3 separate regions of the Mus musculus genome follow, and regions 1 and 3 are each linked to region 2. A link is a contact called in public Hi-C data. All regions are on one chromosome and are shown on one strand. The core of a region is the stretch at or near the end of the contact, and the rest is flanking DNA. Distances in the headings are between cores, read along the strand shown.

Evidence for each region. Hi-C and Micro-C count contacts between places; a contact is called where the count stands out from the background.
Region 1: a Hi-C map of cerebellum shows a contact between it and region 2, with 2.1 times the contacts expected there. The contact joins the promoter of Stxbp5l here to the enhancer-like site in region 2. A contact is called at or near these places in 3 of 39 promoter capture datasets (embryonic stem cells, hippocampal neurons and liver), 1 of 484 Hi-C or Micro-C datasets (cerebellum) and 1 of 115 datasets of contacts at active chromatin or transcription factors (forebrain).
Region 3: a Hi-C map of cerebellum shows a contact between it and region 2, with 1.9 times the contacts expected there. The contact joins two enhancer-like sites. A contact is called at or near these places in 1 of 484 Hi-C or Micro-C datasets (cerebellum) and 1 of 9 other capture datasets (embryonic stem cells).

Annotation. Positions count from the first base shown.
Region 1 is chr16:37,383,513-37,386,311 of GRCm38.p6, reverse strand. Stxbp5l (syntaxin binding protein 5-like) reads left to right here and starts at 1,354. Exons shown (of 28, transcript NM_172440.3): 1 at 1,354-1,502; 2 at 2,607-2,799. The coding sequence starts at 2,615.
Region 2 is chr16:37,108,107-37,110,968 of GRCm38.p6, reverse strand. Stxbp5l (syntaxin binding protein 5-like) reads left to right here. Exons shown (of 28, transcript NM_172440.3): 28 at 1-2,862. Among named protein-coding and RNA genes, the nearest start is that of Polq, 98 kb to the right of the region's middle. Within about 2 kb of position 1,493, at least 10 of the 459 cell types and tissues checked have an H3K27ac peak or open chromatin away from gene starts, as enhancers often do. A contact at or near this core is called in cerebellum, where this site is marked.
Region 3 is chr16:37,448,386-37,451,484 of GRCm38.p6, reverse strand. No RefSeq gene overlaps it. Among named protein-coding and RNA genes, the nearest start is that of Stxbp5l, 65 kb to the right of the region's middle. Within about 2 kb of position 1,389, at least 5 of the 459 cell types and tissues checked have an H3K27ac peak or open chromatin away from gene starts, as enhancers often do. A contact at or near this core is called in cerebellum, where this site is marked.

The sequences.
Region 1 (2,799 bases), core at 105-2,604, 280 kb before region 2:
TTGTCTAAAGCCCTTTGAATGCTCTTTCTAAGAGAAATACTGTGCCAGGTACTAAATTAACTAGAAGCACAAAGTTCTACTCCTTAATGGTTATTAAGAAAATCACTATCTGGGTTTGACCGTGAAAGTGTGAGAGGGTTACAAAAAGAAGTGCTGCAAGTGTTAAGGAGTAGAACATTCAAAATGAGAATGTGAATACCGAGCTGAGTTTCCGAAAATCTGAGCGCGATTTGATCGCCATGGTTTCTTTGCTATTTGCCTGAGTAATTCATAAGGCATTCAAGTCTTCCCTTTCTCCCCTCTCATCTCTGACAGAGAAAGGGATGGGTCTGGAAGTGGTGTTTCATACCTAAGATGTAGGACAGTAAATATTTGGGACGATTTCTAATGATCCCTGTTGCTTAGATTAAAGTGTACAGTTAGTTATGGACCTTGAGCCTTTTACCAAAAGCCAGTCAGGGCTCAGAACTACATCACCTTCTTCACAATGGTGCGATGTTTCTTTTTCCTGTATGGAATAGAGTATTTTCCAAAATGATTCAAATGAGAAAAAAGCTTAAGATGCATCTTGTCATGATTTGAGAGAAATGTTTCCTCAAAAATTTAATTTGTCTATGTGGAGAAGGGGAACGCTGGTCTATTTCCATAGGCTGTATAAAGTAGGCAAATCATTTCCTTAAGATTTGGAAGCCAACATTTCCACCGAAAACCAATTCATTTTGGTACAGATGACTTAATGGAGAGAACTAACAGTTTGTAGGGATTATTTACAAATCTACGTTCAACGCATATAGCAGGGCAGCGAGATCGTCTATTAGATGCACCTGGCCCTGGTGAGCAGAAATAGATTCAAGGGGTGCTGGGGGGTGGGGGAAGGCTGCAAAATAAGCCCGGTCCAAAAGCCGGGTCCACAATACAGTCCAGAGCACGACCTAAGGTAACCCTTTCTGCAGCCTGGGACTCCCGGAGCGCAAGTTCTCAAGCTTGCAAGCATTCTATTGATTCACACTTGCGTCCTTCAACAGGTAGCACCAATTACAGCCCCCAAAGCACGGCGCCAAGGCATACTGGCTAGTATGGCTGTCAATCAAATACATCACCTACTTTCCTAAATGATCCCCTCCTCCTGTCACTGGCTTTTTCTCTGACCTATCCCCAAACTTCTTTCCTGCCTGGAATCCCTAAGACTTAGGTCAGTGGAGCTTGTGATTGGCGAGAGGATGTCCCGCCCCCCTGGTGCCCAGAGTGCCCCGCCCCCGGCGCGAGAGTCTGGGAGGGAGGAGGGTGCGGGCCGACTGGGGCGGGGCCTACCTCCCACGGCGGGGGCGGAGCCTGAGACAGACCCGCCCGCTCGGTTAGGACCTCGGAGAGCGCCAGGCACCAGGACCAGAGGGACCCGAGAAGCGGCCGGATCCGGGCTGGACCTTCGCCCGCCTGTGAGCCTGCAGCCTCCGCGCCCTCCGCCTCACGGGCTGGCCGGCGGCTAGTGGCGTCTGAGGAAGGTGCTAAGTCTGGGGTCCCCAGGGACACCCGTGCTGTCCCATCGCGGCTTGCCCTCACACCTGTGCGCACGCCTGTGTGTGTGTGTGTGTGTGTGTGTGTGTGTGTGTGTGTGTGTGTGTGTGTGTGCCTGTGCAAGAGGGAGAGCGCGCCCGCGCAGCTGTCTGAGGTGCGTGTGGCTTCCCGGCTGTCTGTGAGGGCTCCAGGGCTCGTAGCCCGCGGTGGTAGCCTCAGCGCCCTGCTTGGCTGGGAGGGAGCGAGAGAGCCAGCTCTGCGCGCCCCGCAGGCTGAGGCGGGACTCGGGCCGCAGGCGTCACCGCCTCACATCCCCCGGAGAGCCGCTGCTGTGCAGAGGGGGAGCCGGGCGGGGAGGGGACACGGGAGACCAGAGGCGGGAGAGGGGCAGAAGAGAGGAGCTGGGGACAGGTGGAGGCAGGCGGTCCCCGCTCGCCCCTCCCGTCGGCTGTGGCCGTGAGTCACCGCAGATGTTTTGGGGTCTAGGTTTTTGGGTATATGGGATGGAAAAAAGCCATTTTTTTTCCTGTCCCCTAGTTTCTATTGAGAAAAAGGAAGCTTTGAAGATGATGGGATTGTGTGGGGGGGAGCCCCAAACATGGTGGAAGAGTAAATACTGGTTCCCCTACAACATCGTTTTTTCCGATAATAAAAATTTATGAGTTGACCCTGAAGAAGGAAAGCCCCCCTTTCAGAACAGTCCATAGGGTCTTGGTCTGTTGGGCTCTGGTTTGATTGTATAATAATGATGATATAATGCTAATGACGATGATGACACGGCCTTTTATTTTTACCCCAGTGCTGATAAAGCATAGCTACAGCTGGGGATAAAGCCCTTGAAAATCTGAATGTGCGAAGGAAGGAATACTGTTGCTCTTGGAGTTGTGTTCTCTTTATCTTATAAAGATATCCCTTTTAAAGTTAAAATTTGAGGACATGAAGCCCGAACCCCTCTTCCCCGTCGATTACATCCAATGCTCATAAAATGGGGACTAGCTACTCCTGCCTTGACTAATGAAAAGATAGAGGCTTTTGCCCCGTAAAATTCCATGTTTGTGACCACTTCTCTTTTCCTTTTAATTTTTCGACAGTGTTTAAAATGAAGAAGTTTAATTTCCGAAAAGTTTTGGATGGCTTAACTGCCTCTTCCCCTGGCAGTGGTAGCAGCAGTGGCAGTAACAGTGGTGGGGCTGGAAGTGGCTCTGTCCATCCAGGAGGGACTGCAGGGCTTCCGAGAGAGGAAATTCAGGAAAGCCTGACTTCAGACTATTTCCAGATTTGCAA
Region 2 (2,862 bases), core at 244-2,743:
CTTGAAAGCTCTAAACATGGGTCCAGTGTCCAGCCAACCTTGGGTAACCACTGCTTTATGAACTGACTAAGAAAGACTCTTGCCTTCATTGGCTGATTCTTAGCCCCTTCCTAGGGACCGGGGAAGACAGAATGTAAAAGAGACAGTCTTATCTTGATTGGCATTTATTCTGTGACTCTCACAGAACAAAAGTGAGTGTACATTTCTAACCAGTCAACTCCACTAAGTCTTTGTAACTCTGTAATATTACTGTGTGACTTGATTTCAGTTATTTAAGTCAAGGATGTAAATTTTGACTGTCTTTTAGATAAGACACTAGAAATATCATAAAATCAGCAGTATAAAAGGCTAAATGGTAAAATTAATCTCAATATCTAGACATTGGAAATTCCCCAAAACACTCACTAAATCCTCTGAAGTTTATTAGGCACCCTTCTCCAGGAGCAGACATGTTGAGAGGCGCCTGCTCTGCTGTGGGTGTCCTGCTGGACCTGAGGTTAGCAAACAGGGAGAACAACTCTTCCTTGTTTTATTGCTATTCCTAAAGCTCCCAGGGCCACTTGAATTTGTTCTTTGACTTATGGGGTATGTGCATAAATGGAAAAATCATAATCTGAGAACAAGTGCCCTGAAAAAGTGCTCACACTCCAGCAAGAAAGAGTCCAGCCAGTGGGAGGCAATGACACAAAAACACTCCGAGTCCTCTCCCTCACGCCACTTCCCCTCTCATCTTGGCCCACTGTTCTCAACAGCAAAGCCAGAAGATGAACTAGGTGGTGGTTTTGGATAGTTGTACACAGTATCAAAAATCTCTAATAACCTATCACGTTTAGTACTGAATTATGCGATGTTTTACTCTAGGAAATAACAGACAGGTGACACCATTGATGAATCTTTCTCTCATCTTCAGAATTTTTGCATCTTTTCAGAAAAGGACAAATTACTATTTTTCTGTTGCATTCAGCAATTGTGACTATACCTAAAATTCTTGTAGTCTGTAGAGATATCAATAAAATTGTATATGTTTGTACATAGATGCTCTCTTATGTCATGATGTCATATACTAATGATTTTTGCCAAGATTAAATATATAGAGGTAAAACATTCATTTGCAAAGTGTTAACTGTAGTTTTACCAAGAATGGATGTTTTTAAAAGACATGGAGGGGATGAAGAGAACACACTGAATTGAGCAAAAAGCAGAAAACAAAATCTAAGTTCCCTAGATGTATACAGATTCTGTTTAAATTTATGGATTGACTCGGGTTAGAAATACCTATTCAGATTTTCTATCAAATTGCAGACATGTGTAAGAGTTTAGTGAAAATTTAAAGACAAACTGTAAGGCTATTGATTAACTGGGACCTGCGGTGGAATAAATATAAAGGCAAACTTGATAACAGTGCCCACAAGACACTGTGGTGGTGCAAGGACTTACACCTCAGGGTGGCCTTGACCGCCTTCCTGCTTTTACAGCTCAAGCTGGAAGAATGAGTCTGCTGTGAGTTTATGCTTCCATCTAGTGGTCATGGAATCCTCTGATTTGCTCTGCTCTCACCAGCTGGTTGATTCTCCTTCTGGTATTTTCCTATATGGTGGCCTTAGCCAACTGATCGTATTCTTCTTCCAAAGTTCTAATTATCTTAGGAAAATTCTTCCTCCACCACAAGCTTTCTTCTATAGCTGAAAGGAACGACAACTAGCCTTGGGCTAAAAAATACTTTTGAGTAAAAGAAAAAGGTATAGGGCCTTTTAAAATATAAATGCTAGTCTCTATTTCAGATCTGTCTCAGCAGAATCAGTTTGTCTTTCTGTGATGACAACATAAGTCCACAAAACTCTGTTCTCCATTTTCTTCTGCTTCCCCCCCCCCCTCGTCTCCCTTCCTCTGTCATTCCGTTCCTGCCTCCCCTGCTCCCTCACTCCCATTCAACAGGACTTCCTTCCTCAAGCCGCTCCTGCCATCTGCTCTATTTAAAGGGCAAGCCCAGCACTGGGGCAGGTTAGCAGTGGCAAGCTCACATAGAAGTGGGTACCACAGGGGTGAAGTAAGAGGTGCACCCACAGAGCTGAGCGGGGGGAGGGGCAGCTGAGACTTCCCTGGTCAGTGACCTTGGAATTTGAGGTCGTCTTTGAAGCAGGGCAGAGGCAACCCCTTTGGTTCTGGAGGGTGGCCACATTCAAGGAATTGAGCATTTAAATAAATTCATTGAGGACATGGGAGCCAAGTTTCTCACAGAGACTGCAGAAGGGTATACAATTAAAAGAAAAACCTAAAATGCTTTAAATTTTGGTGCTTCTACATATAGCACGGTAACTGGGGCTGTAACTTTTATGCTCAAAATGGATAAAGAAGAGGACTTTTAAGTGTTCCACCACAAAGAGGTGACAGTTGAGGGGGTGATTATGCTAAGGATGTACAGGACTATCAAATATTCCCTGTCAGTATAGTTATTATGTCTCAATTTAAAATAATAAAACTTCTTAAAGAAGAAAAGGTAGGAAAACTCTTGTAATGTCGAATACAATTGGTTATCAGTGTGAACATGATTGTCCATATATATATATATACATATATATATATACTATACATATTTATATAATTGTATCTATATAAATAGCTATATACATAGATACACATATAAATATATATTATATGTGTGTGTATGCATGCTGAAAAGGTGTGTATATGTTGTATATAAATATTTCCTAATTCTGAACACTGAATAGACAGAAAGATACAAAGCAATCAAGACAATTAATGCTGGATTATGATTTCCAAGTATTCTTTCCTGCTAATGGGCTAGAGCATCATGAAGAGTGACTGGTTCAATTCTGGAATATAGTCTGTATCAGAAGGTGA
Region 3 (3,099 bases), core at 140-2,639, 340 kb before region 2:
CTGAATTTAAATAGGCTGAGAGAAAACATGTAAAAATATTGACATTAAAAAATTCTAATTGTATTTGAGAGAAAGTGCTGCCCTGCTGAAGTCACACAGCATGCTATAATTCCACAAACCCCAGCTGGGCTTCAAGGCTAATCAGCAATCAAGCATGGTTGGTCCCCTGACCTAGATTTTGCTAAAAATCTCTCCTGAGACTGTCAAATGATTAATTATTAGATTAACACACCGAAGATTAATAGTGCCTCCTGGTTCCAGTGGTTTGCAAAGCTGATTTTAAGTATCCAAGTCCTTTTGGCATGTCTTTTGAAAGATTGCTGCTTTTTCTCCGCTGTTAAATTATTTTCTGTAGCTTCTGTGTATAACGGAAAGGTTAATTCTTGATTTTTTTTTTTCTATTGGGACAGTTAAAAAATTAAAAAGAACAGCTAGGTATGATTGCTTTATCTTTTTTTTTTTTTGAAGTTAAATAGAATATTTTGTATGCCATTAGGGTCCCATGAGATTTCCCTTGTTATCCTTGTTCAGGGCTTCTTTGGGCAGCCATGTTGTTGAGGCTTGATGGGTGGAGCTTCTCTGGTGTGTCTAGGAGATACAATCTCACAGGAGGCATCCTGTTCTTCTGGCTCTTATGCTCTCTCTGCCCTTTCTTCAAAGATGTCCCCAAGGCCCTGGTGTAGGGATTGTGTGTAGATAACTCAGCTGCTGCTGGACCCCGAAAGATTAGTTGTTTCTGCATTTTGGTTGGTTGTGGTCTTCTGTACTTGTCTCCATCTCTGTTGCAAAGGAAGAGAAGTGCATGAAAATAGACTTCCCCAGGGAAGATCCCCTAATTGATTATTCAATTGGTAGTAAAAATATTCTTATGAAAATAAATTGTTTTACAGACCTAAAATAAAACACATTTGTTTTTTCTCCTCGGAAAAACTAAGGTTTAAATAGTTGAACTATAGATTAGGATCATATGACATTAAAATGTCATACAGCATACATTTTTTTGACACAAATTAAGCTTACTTTATCCTTCCAAATGTTTGGGAAACAGGCAAAAGAAGCATTATTTCACAGACGAGGAAACCAAGACTGAGAAAGTTGAAAGATGTTTACAGAGGTGCATGGAATTTTCGCTATGGTGATTGACTTGAAATTACATTTTTAGACTCTAAGTTCTGTGGTTTCCTTAAAAAAAAATACCATAGCAGTCACCTCTCTTTTCCTTCCCTCTCCCAGAACCTGTTCTCCCTACTTTACCCAGTGTTCTTTAGGTGGACTGTTCAGAGAACATGCTCAGGCAGACATATTGAATTAAGAATTCTGGCCGTGCAAGCCTCCACCCTCCTACCCAAGTGAAAAAATCCTGGCAAGGCCATCTGTTTAGTCAGGCATTTGTCCAGTGGCTGTGGGAGGATCGACAACTACAGTGTCATGGATTCAGGTCCCAGAGAGTAAATATTGAAGCATGTGTTTGTTTCTGTACATGTGCCATAGGGCTTAGGGCTTAGTGCTGGGCACATCCTGAAGATGGAAACCCTAGTCATTGTGATCCCGCCAACCCTGGGCACTACGGCTGTACCTGAGCCTCACTTGAAGGAGAGCAACGATCATTTTGATGACTCATCTTCCCTCCCATTTGTGCAGTGCCTCTACCCAGCAGAAGCCCTGTTGATCCCCCTACCCCCACCCCACCCCACCCCTGCTCTGCCATCTCTCCCCCACCCCCCAAGGCCTAGCTTCTCTCATTCTTGCTCTCTGAGCTGTGCTTCTTCCTTCGAAGGAGCCCACTCTGGGTCTCCATGGTTCTGTACGACAGATTTATTTCAAGAACATGCTTGCATTTCTGTTTCTTTTTCCCCTTCAATATGGTGGGTCACCCCACTCTGTATATCAGTAGAAGCAAGTGATGGTTATCAAGGCTTTGTGGAGTAGGTTATGCATCAGATGTCATTGGGGAATATACAAAACAAATAGGAAGCTATATTATAAAATTTAGTTTGGAAGCTAAAGAACGTGTTTACCTAAGGGGGGAGAAAAAGTTATTAACTGGGTGTCCCAAATTAGGACAATCTCAAGAATAAATGAGTTGGGTGTGTCTCTGAGGAAGAAGAGACAGTGTCAAGTGGTGGTTTAGAGGCCATGTGACAAACCTTCCAATAAGAACGCAATCCAAAATTTAAATGTGTCTGCCCTGCCATTTCGTCTCAGAATTAACCTGACAACTGCCCTCAAATCAGCTTGACAAATTACCTAATTTCCCAAGTTCAGCATGTTAAAACACACTGGAATAAAGGAGTGAGTTTCAAAGAAAATGATTCATGGAGATTTTTAGAGAAGTGTTGGAGACAGTTTTTCAATTGAAGATTGATGTTTGTTTGAAGCCAGTAGCAAACATGGATCCAGAGTTTCTACTGATGCTAAAGGAAAGCAATATTGGGCGGTAGAGAGAATAAGGTACAGGGACTGGGAGGGGACTAGTCTCCTCCTTCACCATGTGAGTTTCCCTATATTCCTATATATTTCCTTTCTGATCTACCATCATCCTTCCCCTACAGATCCTATTCTCTTGAAATTCAGTCTCCCTGGTCTGTTTTCCAATTTCTATTCCTATCCAAGAATAAAAGAAGAGACCTGGAACTGTTATAACTTTTTAAAAAATTTTTAATAAAGTTCCATGTTATCAGCTATACAGAGTTACCTGTGCCCTCCTGTCTGGTCCTGAGCCTTGTGGAGTTCTACAGTAATTTTATCAGTCAACTTCTCATAAACAATCTATTCTATAAGAATGTTTCTTCCTCCTTTAATATATGACAACTATTATTTACTGAGTTTCTTATTCTTTCTGACCTAATGAGTTAAAAAAAAAACCCTCAAATTATATTATCTTCATTTTAGTGGTATTTGGTGGAAGACATGTATTTTTTTTTCTTTTTTAATATTTTTATTAGGTATTTTTCTCATTTACATTTCCAATGCTATCCCAAAAGTCCCCCATACCCTCCCCCCACACCCCTACCCACCCACTCCCACTTTTTGGCCCTGGTGTTCTCCTGTACTGGGGCATATAAAGTTTGCATGACCAATGGGCCTCTTTCCAGTGAT